Linked DNA regions of Sus scrofa: all the other regions are linked to region 3. Evidence: chromatin contacts called from public HiChIP or PLAC-seq and promoter capture Hi-C data. All regions are on one chromosome and are shown on one strand. Each heading gives the region's core, a stretch centred on a gene start, on an enhancer-like site or on the middle of the called end of the contact. The rest is flanking DNA. Distances are from core to core; before and after follow the strand shown. Region 1 holds the start of AARS (alanine--tRNA ligase, cytoplasmic). Region 2 holds the start of EXOSC6 (exosome complex component MTR3). Region 3 holds the start of COG4 (component of oligomeric golgi complex 4). Region 4 holds the start of DDX19A (ATP-dependent RNA helicase DDX19A).

Evidence for each region. Promoter capture Hi-C pulls out the DNA fragments that hold promoters and counts their contacts. HiChIP or PLAC-seq counts read pairs in DNA pulled down with a chosen protein or histone mark.
Region 1: an H3K27ac HiChIP or PLAC-seq map of alveolar macrophages shows a contact between it and region 3. The contact joins the promoter of AARS here to the promoter of COG4 in region 3. A contact is called at or near these places in 1 of 5 promoter capture datasets (liver), 2 of 47 Hi-C or Micro-C datasets (embryonic fibroblasts and skeletal muscle) and 2 of 2 datasets of contacts at active chromatin or transcription factors (alveolar macrophages and skeletal muscle).
Region 2: a contact with region 3 is called in a promoter capture Hi-C map of fetal skeletal muscle, with 8 times the contacts expected there. The contact joins the promoter of EXOSC6 here to the promoter of COG4 in region 3. A contact is called at or near these places in 3 of 5 promoter capture datasets (fetal liver, fetal skeletal muscle and liver), 1 of 47 Hi-C or Micro-C datasets (embryonic fibroblasts) and 1 of 2 datasets of contacts at active chromatin or transcription factors (alveolar macrophages).
Region 4: a contact with region 3 is called in an H3K27ac HiChIP or PLAC-seq map of alveolar macrophages. The contact joins the promoter of DDX19A here to the promoter of COG4 in region 3. A contact is called at or near these places in 2 of 5 promoter capture datasets (fetal skeletal muscle and liver), 1 of 47 Hi-C or Micro-C datasets (brain) and 1 of 2 datasets of contacts at active chromatin or transcription factors (alveolar macrophages).

What each region holds. Positions count from the first base shown.
Region 1 is chr6:13,319,938-13,322,908 of Sscrofa11.1, forward strand. AARS (alanine--tRNA ligase, cytoplasmic) reads right to left here and starts at 1,486. Exons shown (of 23, transcript XM_021093791.1): 1 at 1,385-1,486.
Region 2 is chr6:13,295,602-13,298,301 of Sscrofa11.1, forward strand. EXOSC6 (exosome complex component MTR3) reads right to left here and starts at 1,341. Exons shown (of 1, transcript XM_021093792.1): 1 at 1-1,341. The coding sequence starts at 1,272. The coding sequence ends at 454.
Region 3 is chr6:13,522,936-13,525,748 of Sscrofa11.1, forward strand. COG4 (component of oligomeric golgi complex 4) reads right to left here and starts at 1,507. Exons shown (of 19, transcript NM_001244337.1): 1 at 1,330-1,507. The coding sequence starts at 1,500. SF3B3 (splicing factor 3B subunit 3) reads left to right here and starts at 1,584. Exons shown (of 26, transcript XM_021093803.1): 1 at 1,584-1,892.
Region 4 is chr6:13,367,373-13,370,072 of Sscrofa11.1, forward strand. It overlaps DDX19A (ATP-dependent RNA helicase DDX19A), which reads left to right and starts at 1,266. Exons shown (of 12, transcript XM_003126869.5): 1 at 1,266-1,446. The coding sequence starts at 1,390. It overlaps LOC102160376 (a long non-coding RNA gene), which reads right to left and starts at 1,241. Exons shown (of 3, transcript XR_002344513.1): 1 at 1,054-1,241.

The DNA.
Region 1 (2,971 bases), core at 236-2,735, 200 kb before region 3:
AATATATTAATGTTAACCGCTGTGGATGCCAGGGATATTAAAAACTGCATCACCATCACCATCCATTCATCCAACATAAGTATAATGAAAGGCTACACTGGATGGAGTGGTAGCACAAAAGAGGTCAGATTCCACTTGCCAGCAGAAGCCATAAAGATCTTAAGTACTTTAAACCACAATGGCCTTTGGGTTTAAGGCTCCAGCCACCAGACCTTTCAACAGGCTCTAGACTTGCCAGGTAAGTTGACTGCCCTATTCCTCCTCTTTCCCTTTTCCTAGTTAATTTCTCATTGTTGGTATCTCAGTTTTTCTTTCTTTCTTTCTTTTTGTCTTTTTGCCTTTTCTAGAGCCGCTTCTGTGGCATATGGAGGTTCCCAGGCTACGGGTCTAATCGGAGCTGTAGCCGCCAGCCTACACCACAGCCACAGCCACGCGGGATCAGAGCCGCGTCTGCGACCTACACCACAGCTCACGGCAACGCGGCATCCTTAACCCACTGAGTAAGGCCAGGGATAGAATCCGCAACCTCGAGGTTCCTAGTCAGATTCGTTAACCACTGAGCCACGACGGGAACTCCAAGATATCTCAGTTTCAAAGAGACCTATTTAAGGAAGTCTTCTTGACCAGAGTCTCCCCCAATTTTATTCTCATAGCCCTAGGTGCCTTCTTTCTCAATTTCCACGTGCCTCTGAGGGCTTAACGTCCATCTCCCCAACAGGCTGTAAGTTCCAGCCCAGTGGGAATCAAGACTGATGGTTTTTGCTCATCATTACGGGTATATCCTCAGCACCCAATATGGTGGTTGTTAAGTAAGTATTTCACAGTAAAATAATCCTTTAATAGCGAATGAATTTAAAGCACACCGGAAATGCAGACCGTCTGAAAAAATAATAGCTGAACGTGATGGAGCACAGAAAGTGCTTTCAGAGGAGCCTGGACTAGTATCACCATTTAGCTAATTTTAAGGACGGCTCACAGCCTGATTCCACCGGTCTTGACCACCCTACCCGCAAGGGACCTGCGCAACCCCACCCGTCCCTAGGGGATTAAAACCTGTGGCGATTAAAAACCTCAGCTTTGGGAGGGTGGTCAATGACAACGATGATCCTTCCAAGGTCTTGCCCTCGGCGAGGTCCCTCTACCCCCAGCGGTGCTGAAGTCTAACAAAAGGCCGCTCTCCGCCTGCCCTGTCGCCCAGCGGTTGCCCCGGTTCCAGCCCAGGCCCCGGTTCGAGGTCTTAAGGGAGCCCGGCCCACGTACCAGACACGGGCCCTAGCCTCTGTTGCGGCGCCCCAGAACTCTCTCAGGGCCCCCGCCTCCTTCTCCCAGGGGCCGCGGCTCCTAATTCCTCCCTCAGAGCCCACCGCCAGGAGACTGCATTTACCTGTTCCCGCAGACACGCAGACACACCGAGCCCTGGCCACCAGCGGCCGCAACACGCACCGTCCGGTCCAACCAGAGCCCGCCGCTGGAAAGTGCCCCGCCGCGCCTTACCGTATTGGTCAGCCAACATGCCAATCAACTGGAGAACGAACCAGCTTGTCAGTTGGTTTCTGGGAAGGCGGCACTAAATTGGCTGATGCAATGGCCAAGAAAGTAGGGACTGGGACGTGTCACGTGACAAGTAAGGATGCGGACTCTGGAGACCGACATTTTAGTAGCCTTACGCAAAGTCCTAATAGTTGACATGGTTGATAAGGGGGAAGGGTGACGTGTGTTTGGTAGCGGTCACAGCTCTTAGTGTATAGTTGTGTTCCTTTTAGTTGCAGAGTGGTATGCAGACCTTAGAGATTCTGATATGTGGTGCCCATGGGTCCAGTTGTCCTTGTCAGACCTTCTTGGATTTGGTGTGGAGTAAGAAATAACTTACTCTTTGCGAGACAATTGAATTGGCGGCTGTTCTCGATTTGCCTTAGGAAAATAGCAAATATTTATATGCAAGTCATTATGTTAAACATTTCCTAGATTATTTTAATTTTTAAACTGCATATGAGGCAAGTCAACTGGCATCCCTTTTCCAAATGAGGTAACCGCCTTGCCTAAGCTCACACTGAAAGGTAAGCCTAAGAGCCAGGATTCAAACCTGTGTATACTGGAGTTCCTGTTGTGGCACAGCAGTAACGAATCTAAGAACCATGAGGCTGTGGGTTTGATCCCTGGCCTTGCTCAGTGGGTTAAGGATCCGGCATTGCCGGATGGGTTGGTGATAAGGTAATCCTGTAGCTTGGATTAGACCCCTAGCCTGGGAACCTCTGTATGCTGCGGGTGCGGCTCTAGAAAAGGCAAAAAGACAAACCCGTGCTTTGAGCCCATGACCTCAACCTCTCCACTGTTAACCTTTGTATCTAAATATGAAGGTATGAAATTGTGCTGTTGGACATAATTGGGTTAAAGATATTGTTACCAAATACAAGTTCACGTGCCTGACACACAGTGAGGTCAAACAAACTAAAACCTTGGAATTTGGAGCAGAGAAGGATTTATTTATTTATTTTTGTCTTTTTGCCATTTCTAGGGATGCTCCCGTGGCATATGGAGGTTCCCAGACTAGGGGTCGAATCAGAGCTGTAGCCACCGGCCTACGCCACAGCCACAGCACCGCGGGATCCCAGCCGCGTCTGCGACCTACACCAACAGCTCATGGTAATGCTGGCTCCTTAACCCACTGAGCAAGGCCAGGGATCGAACCCGAAACCTCATGGTTCCTAGTTGGATTCATTACCACTGCGCCACGACTGGAACTCCCAGAGAAGGATTTATTGCGGGGCCAGGCAAAGAGAAAGGGTGGCTTGTGTTTAAAACCCCCCAAATCCACAATTTGGGAGACAGGTTTTTATAGACAGTTTGGGATGAGGGTTGCAGGGTGTGTGATTTTCTTCTGATGGGTTGGTGATAAGGTAACAGAGTGGTGTTCCAGAATTTTGTCATTCTGAAGTTACCATCCTCCATCTGGGTAGGGGCTTTAGTTCTC
Region 2 (2,700 bases), core at 91-2,590, 230 kb before region 3:
CTATAAAAGAATTTCTGTTTTAGTTCAGATAGAAGTGGGAAGACACAACCCCCTTGTCTATTATCTCAAAAGCAGGCCCATTAGATAGGAGACAGTCACTAAGTGGCCCGCACAGGGTCCATCCCTCACAAGGCACTAGCTGCAGGTTCCCGTTTTTCAGGCAAGTCCACCTAAAGTCCTTTCCACCTTGGAAATCAGACTGCAGTAGCAGGTTTCTTCAACTGGGTCGTAGCTGAGCGCCAACCCAATTAGAAAAGTTTCTTAAACGATAGTTTATAAAACAAACAACAAAAAAAAAAACACAGCTGTCCGGCACATCAGTTCTGAGCGCACTTTCCCAGATCCTCTCCCGGGCTCTAGTTCTTGGCTCAGCGCCGTCTGCAAGCCGACGGCTCGGGTTCTTTCGGCGACAGCGGTAGCCTGCTCCTCGGCGTCGTTGCTCACACTTATGGTTCAAGGCGGCGCGGAGGCGCCCCTCCGGCGGGCGGCCCGTACCAAGCACTGCTGCAGAACTGGGTAGAGGCGCTGGCAGCCCTCGAGACCCAGGCGCACGGCTTCTGCCCAACTCTCTGTCGGGCCACCCTCCCCGCTGCCCAGCAGCCCGGCCACCTGGTTAAGCACCGGCATGAGCGCCACGGTGAGGCTGGCGGCGGCGCGTTCCTCCTCGAGCAGCGTGGGGTCCAGCAGCCAGGTGGGTGCGGGCCCAGGAGTGTGGCTTAAGCCGCAGCCCACCACCAGGTCGTACATCTCTATGCCCGCGTCGGCCAGGGCGAGCGCGGCGGCCGTGAGAGCGGCGGCCAACGCCGAGCCGCCGTCCTCGAGCAGCAGCGCCGACACTTCAAGCTGCGCGCGCGGGTAGCGACCCAAGCGCACGGCCGGCTCGAGCGCCTCCTGCAGCGCCAGCGCCAGCTCACGCTCCTCGCCGCCGCCTGGGGGAGCGCGGCGCCGTCGGCCCGAGAAGGGCGCGCGGCGGAAGTCGCAGAGCAAGCGGCCCCGCAACGCGGCCGGGGCCTCGCCGCCCGTTCCGGCCGGGCCGCCGCCGCGCTCGCCGCCCTCGGCCTGGCGTGGGCCGGACACGGCGCACAGCACCTTGGTGCCTCCAGCCTCCAGGTAGGCCGAGCCCTTGGCTTGACTCAGTAGCCCGGCGCGCGCGTACACGGGCCGCAGCCGCGTCGGGTCACGGGCGGCTGGCTCCTCGTCCTCGCCGACCGCGTACAGCTGCGGCGGCTGCGACTCCTCAGGCCCGCGGATGCGGCGGTGGTCCCCGGGCATGGCAGCACCTAGAGTACAAGCCACTTCCGCCCGTCCTGCCTCGCGCGCCTGCTCTTCCGCTCGCTTAAAGTCGCGCGCCCGCGCGAGGGCTGTCGGGATAGCAGCGGGCGGCGCTGCACTGACCCCTGCCGCCCCGGAGGGAGAACGGCGAGCGCTGTAGAGCCCCAGGCAGCAGCGAGGACACCAGGTGCTTCGTGGTTGGGTGGCTGTGAGGCAGGCCTGCAGAAGTGGGACCTAGACCTGCTTGGCCGACCTTTAGCCGATGTGAAATTGTAGTCATTTTAATTTTGCATTTATTTGTATGATTATTTTTTTGTTTTTTGTTTTCTTTTTTTGCCATCCCACAGCATGTGGAGTTCCTGGGCTAGGGATCAGCCAGTCACAACGAAAGCCACAGCTGTGGCAACACCACATCCTTCACCCACTGTGCTGGGCTGAGGATCGAAGGGTCCCAGCGCTCCCAAGACACCAATGATCCCACTGCACAACTGGAACTCCCGTGTGACAATTTTCTGTTTCCTACTGCCTTGCCTAAGAGTGCAGTGACCTTTTGTCTTGGTCACTGCTGTACTGTCAGTGCCCTGGCTGGCATAAACGCTTGCTAATGAATAAATGGAACTGTCTCCTGCACTGGATTGTGAGTTCTTTGTATCCCTGACACTCCATACCAGGCATGCAGCTGCTGCAGTCAGGGCCTCAGCACCTTCCTTCTACCTAGCTCTCATAACTCCGTGTGAGAACAGCCTTTCATTCCCAGGCCTTGTGACTGTTGGCCTCTGCTGCTTCAGCTGCCATAGACCTGCTTTTCCTCCTCTCTCCAAAGTCAGCAGGACTGAGAAATGACCCTCGGCCTCAGAGCCAGCCTGCTGTACCCAGTGGACTGGAAATCAGCCAGAGGGGGCACAACCAACTACTATACACTGCTGCTTCCAAACCTAGCTGTCTTCAGACTTGGGTGAAGGGGCAAACCAGGTCAGAGTCTCCATCCTCAATGTCCAACTTTTAAGTCCTGGAACCAGGAATGAGGGGACAGGCAAAGGAGTGGAGGGAAGCAAGTGATCTACCCTAAATGCCTCCTATACCAAAGAATGCTTCTGATCTACACCCAACCTGCACACCAAGAGGAAGAGGGATATGGGCCTAAGAAATGGAAAGGTTTTCCTACAAGAGGCTCCAAGGAGATTCTCTCTGCCTCCAATAATCCCTTGAATCACCTTCCATTGAATGATGAATGCCTCTCTTCATCTAACCCCCCTATTCTGTGGGCCACCTCTACATGTAAGTCCTGAGCCATTATTCCCAAAGTTCAGGGGTCTAGGGCTAGACTTGGCAATGGCTGCAACCAGAAGCCAGTTGGAGCACTTATTCTACAGACACCCGGGGAGCCACAGGCTCTCACACCAGGGGTGCCTATGGGTAGGATGTGCG
Region 3 (2,813 bases), core at 257-2,756:
CATATGCTGCGGCTGTAGCCCTAAAAAAGGGAAAAACAAACAAAAACCAAAACTAATATTGTTCTGTCTGTAAGATCAACTTAATTTTTTTCCTAACATACTGACCGATTCAATGAATGCAAGCTTAGGAATGTTAAGAGTATTGAATTTTATAAAGTACATCTTGCTGAAAAGTCTATCGGCATTGGTATAAATTAATACTTGAAAACTCTCAAAGAGAGTTCCCGCCGTGGCTCAGTGGAAATGAATCTGACTAGGATCCATGAGGATGCAGGTTCCATCCCTGGCCTCCCTCAGTGGGTTAAGGATCTGGTGTTGTCACTGCAGTGGTTTGGGTTGCTGCTGTGAGGGGATTTGACCCTTGGCCTGGGAACTTCTACATAGAGTGGGTGTAGCAAAAAAAAAAAAAAAAGTACTGACGGGAGATCCTGTTGTGGCTCAGCAGTTAACAAACCTGACTAGCATCCATGAGGATGCGGGTTTGATCCCCGAACTCAAACAGTGGGTTAAGGATCCAGCAGTGCCAGTGACCTGTGGTGTAGGTCACAGACACCGCTTGGATCTAGCATTGCTGTGGTGTGGCATAGGCAGCAGCTACAGCTCCGATTCCACCCCTAGCCTGGGAACTTCCATATGCCGCGGGTTCAGCCCGAAAAAGTAAAAAAAAAAAAAAAAAAAGTACTGACAGCATTAAGTTTCATGGAAAAGTGAGGAAGGCTGCTGGACATAATATAGCCAGTGCCCCTGGTTTGACGCTATGCAGGGGTAGCTACAAGAACTGAAATAACTTATTCACGATTAGACAGTTGTTTCTGAGTTTTAACATCTCAAGATTCTACAAAGCCCTGCATTGAACTGAAACGCTAAAATTACACCCCCAAATCATTTCCCACAGTAGAAAGTCTTAAAACGCTTTGTTTATTTACAATGATTTCTTGCTGAAATGAGGTAAGGTGAAAGCGTTTCATCACTTTAAAATTTATAAGCCCTTACAACAAAGCCTTTATTCTTATTATGAAAAGCAAGCGTGTGAGGAGATGCCCTTAAGTCTAACTTTAGGACCGCGGAGAAATCTAATGATTAAGGGCCAGGGAAATCAACAGGGGGCGGGGCAGATCGCCCAGACAACACGAAAATATGCTTGGGGGCATCAGACGGAGATGTCGGATCGCCCCAATTACATTCAACCACACTCCTGCTTCTCGAGTAGATGCTTTTTTTGTTTCCTCGTAAAGAAAAGAACTTCCCACAGCCCTGATTTCCCAAGAATGACGGCTCCTAGGCCCACTGCCCCTGTATCCTCCTGGAAAGAGAAGCTCAGCCCCCCACCTCCTCGCCGCAGAGCCGTTCGTACACAGCCTCCAGCTCCTGAAGCTCAGTCAGAGAGCGAATGAGCTCTGTGGAGATTTCCGAGCAGCGGCCTCCTCCCACGCCTTCAGGCGGCGGAGGCACCCCTGACAGCTTCTGAGGAGAATCGAGGTCCGCCATCTTGATTCCCATTCCGCGCTTCCGGCCCTGGGAGGCCCCCTCCTCGTAGGCGCGCCACGTCCTTGGGGCTGCCCACGGGAGTGCCTAGTGAATTTGTATATATGTTTTTAAAAGCCTACTTAAAAAGGTCTATTAATTCCCTATTTTCCTGGGAAAAGTGACAGTCATAAAAATATGTTTAAGTAATTTTTCGTGCGGCGTGGAAGCAAGACTGAAGCATTAAAGAGATTTATATGTACATTCTTCAGGCGCCGGTTGAGGACCTTTTTTCCGTCGCGCGCCAATCGGAAGGTCCCTGTTTTAGGAGCTAATGGCGGATGCCGGCGGCTTGGGCTTAGCGGCGGATTAGGCCTTGAGGGGACTGAGGATCTGTTGGATATCTGCGCCATCCTCCTGGCTTCAGGGTAAAGAAGCAGCTTTCTGACCTCCCTAGGCCTGAAGAGGTGGAGAGCGGCCATGTAGAAGGGTGGGCCGAGCCTTTTGTAAGGGTTTCTGAGAGAGTTTAGGCCCGAGGACTATGGGCAAGCGTCTAGGAGGTGATGGAGGGGAACGCAGGAGGGCAGCTTCACGAACTTGTGTTTCGCGACCGTTCGCACTGTGGGAACTAAGCCTAGCTCAAAATAAGCTTTCTAGAGACTGCGTAGCTTTTAGGCTTTGGGGGAGATGTAAGAAGGGGCGGGAGAGACGTTTTCCACTGGAGAAAGTAAACGGCACACCGACGGGGAGGTGAAAGATCAAGGGTGTTAAAAGTGTCAAGGACGGAAACAGTCTTTGAAATCTAGACCCTTTGTATTTGTGCTTTGGTGCTTGGGCAACTCATTTCCTTCTTTGATCCTCAGTTTATCGCTTGCAAAAATGGGGATAATTATATCTATCTTGAAGACTTTGCAGAGTTTAAATGCGGTGATGTTCTTCTCGTACATGGAGAAGGGGTGGAGGAGCAATCACAGGCTCATTTCCTAATATTCATAGACAGCAGGTAGAATTGGGGGAAATCAAAATTTACCAAGTTTTGGTCGTTACTAGTTTCCGGTATGTAGTGCTTGGTTGATCTTCCTCTGAAATGCAATTTCCCTTGTTACCCAAGATAAAAGAATAGTTGGGGAACCTGGGTCCAGCTAGGTTTTGGGAAAATAAATTCCAAAGTTTGTACTAGATGCTGTTAGTTGTAAAGGAACTAGAAAGTAGGCTGAGTTTTTCAGTAAGTTATAAAGGGCGAAAAGTAGCCTAGGAGAAGGTTTTCCAAGCTTCCGAAGTGGTCTTTGGTTTCCTATGTTTGTTTTCTGAAAGATTCTGTATCTTTCATACAGTCAACCCTACAATAT
Region 4 (2,700 bases), core at 16-2,515, 160 kb before region 3:
CCAGGCTGGGGGTCTAATCGGAGCTGTAGCTGCTGGCCTATGCCAGAGCCACAGCAACAGCAACGCGGGATCCGAGCTGTGTCTGCGACCTACACCATAGCTCACCTCAATGCCAGATCCTTAACCCACCGAGCGAGCCCAGGGATGGAACCCACAACCTCATGGTTCCTAGTGGGATTCGTTAACCACTGAGCCACGACGGGAACCCCTAAAATCTTTATTAGTCTATTCAACCATACATTAAAAAATATTTATTGAGAGTCTACCAAGTACCATGCACTTTTCCAGCTTCGTTAGTCAGCTGTGACAGATAAGAGCTTTGCCTTTGTTTGAAGAGTTAACATTTTAGTGGGGAGAGGCAAAAAGTAAACTGGAAACAAGATGATTTTAGATAGTGTGGAGACGTTCAATGAAGTGTTGTCAATTAATAACAGGACATGGGAAAAAACCTATATCCCATAAGAGGAGTAGAGAAAGGAGAGTTAGGTAATTTATGTGCTGTGAGACTGATGGAATATAACGACATTAAATCGATAATTATGACATTAAAAATACTTCGCCGGTATAGAAAAAGTCAAACTTAAAACCGTGTACTTTGTTTAGGACTATGTAAAACACCTGTGCTATGATGCACATGTACAGAAATTAGAAGGACCCAGGAGAAAAAGAATACGCTGTTGTACTTAGAATAGATTTACAAGGAGATCCTGCTGAATAGCATTGAGAACTATGTCTAGATACTCATGTTGCAACAGAAGAAAGGGTGGGGGAAAAACTGTAATTGTAATGTATACATGTAAGGATAACCTGACCCCCTTGCTGTACAGTGGGAAAAAAAAAAAAAAAAAAAAAAGAATACGCTGTTGTATTTTTTTGTGGTGGCATTATGGGGGTTTAAAGGCTTTTGCTTCGCTTTGGTTTTCTCTTACGCTTTATCTCGTTCGCACAGCAGAAACTGGTATGCTTCTAGGATTTTCCTTTGAGGAAAGCTTTACAGCTCAGAGACTAAAATATCTGTCATGACGCATGGAAGACTTAAAAAATAAAACTTACGTTATTTCAGTGTGACAGAGGGCAAAGAAGTGAAGGCTACAGGTTTCACTCCATACAGCTTAGGGCTCTTAAAGCACCAAGAGCTTGCTTCTTTGGAAACCGGCGGAAAAACATCGAGTTTGTGTACCAAGCCTGGCGGGCGAAGCCAGGGGAGAGGCGCGGCGCGCCGTGGCGCGCAATGGTGGCGTCTGGCGCCGGGCGGTAACTGACGTCACCTTCGCGCACCGCCGCTTCCGGTCCGCGAGAGTGTGGTTCTCGCGCTCCAGAGGATTAAAGTCTGGTGTTGCTGCGCTTGCCGTGGTTGTTTTCGCGTGTCGGCCTTCCAAGTCCGGGACAATGGCCACAGACTCGTGGGCGCTGGCTGTGGACGAACAGGAAGCGGCTGTGAAGTCGGTTAGTGTCTTCAGCTCCAGTAGGGGCGAACGTGACAGGGTAATAGGGCCCAAGCAAACCCTCTTTGGAGTCCAGGGAGCTCCCTGAGTTGGGCAGGCCCGTGGCCCACACACCCCTAAGGTTTGCTGTGGGGAATCTTAGGCCTGATTTTCGGCTAAGGCTGAGAGACTCATATGGAGCCTTTTCTCTTGATCTGTGCCAGTTAAAGACTTTCATCCTATGGCAAATCTATCCCTGGTAGTATGCTCTTTCCTGCATTGCACATTCTTCTAAGTGAGGATTGTAAGGAAAAGGCACATTTAGATGCTGATTCTTTTTCATGTGTTTTCGGAGTGATTCTGTGCTACTCTTACTAACGTTTTTTAGATGTGTGCTTAATACTGTTGGCATTTTGTAGCACTTTGCAGAATAACAGATTCAGCTTTATATTTAGTGTTTCGATCTGTTGCAAACGTTGGGGGAAGGCACTACAAAATTGTTTCATTGGTGTATGAAGTGACGTTTAATGTCATTACTGGATCTTTGATTAATGAAAGTCCATTCAACGGGAAAGTAATTATAGTTTAGAAACTGTAACTTTATGTTCTTATCTCTAAGCTACATCTGTTTAGTGGTAATGGACTATTGATTTTAAGAATACAGGGTTGTCTGATTGTTTTTGTTTTTTGTAGTCTGAAATCTTATGTAACCTTTTAATGTATAAATTACATTTCTTCTCCAGTCATCCTTTATTGCTTTGGGAGGATTTTCAGTTTCTCAGCAGAAAGTTGAAATGGACTAAATCCAGGAAAGAAGCTTTCAGTCTCGTTAGGAAGGCTAGAATGTGAGAAGTGCTGTGAAAATGGTGAGAAAAATATAATAAATGAACTCTGAGTGGGGAGAGAATGTTTATGAGTAGGAAAATCAGAGAAATTCCTTGTGAAGAAGTTTACGTTTGTGCTGGATAGTAGAGAATAATTAAGATGGAAATGAAAGTAAACAGCCTTTTAGAATGCACATAAGTGCTGGACTTCCATAGAGAACAGAAGTCAGAACTCATTTTTGCTGCAGCTTAAGGCTATTGGGTTGTAGTAGGAAAAGCGTAGAAAATAATGTAGAGAGTGTACTCTGGCCCTTAACTAAGAACTTAAAGAGGACAGCCTTTATTTGGCTGGTTTGGGATTTTTAAGGATACTGACAAGTTTGGATTTGAGAGCTGGCAAGATTTACTGGACTGCAAAGAATGGAATATTAGAAGTGATATCTAAAAGAAAG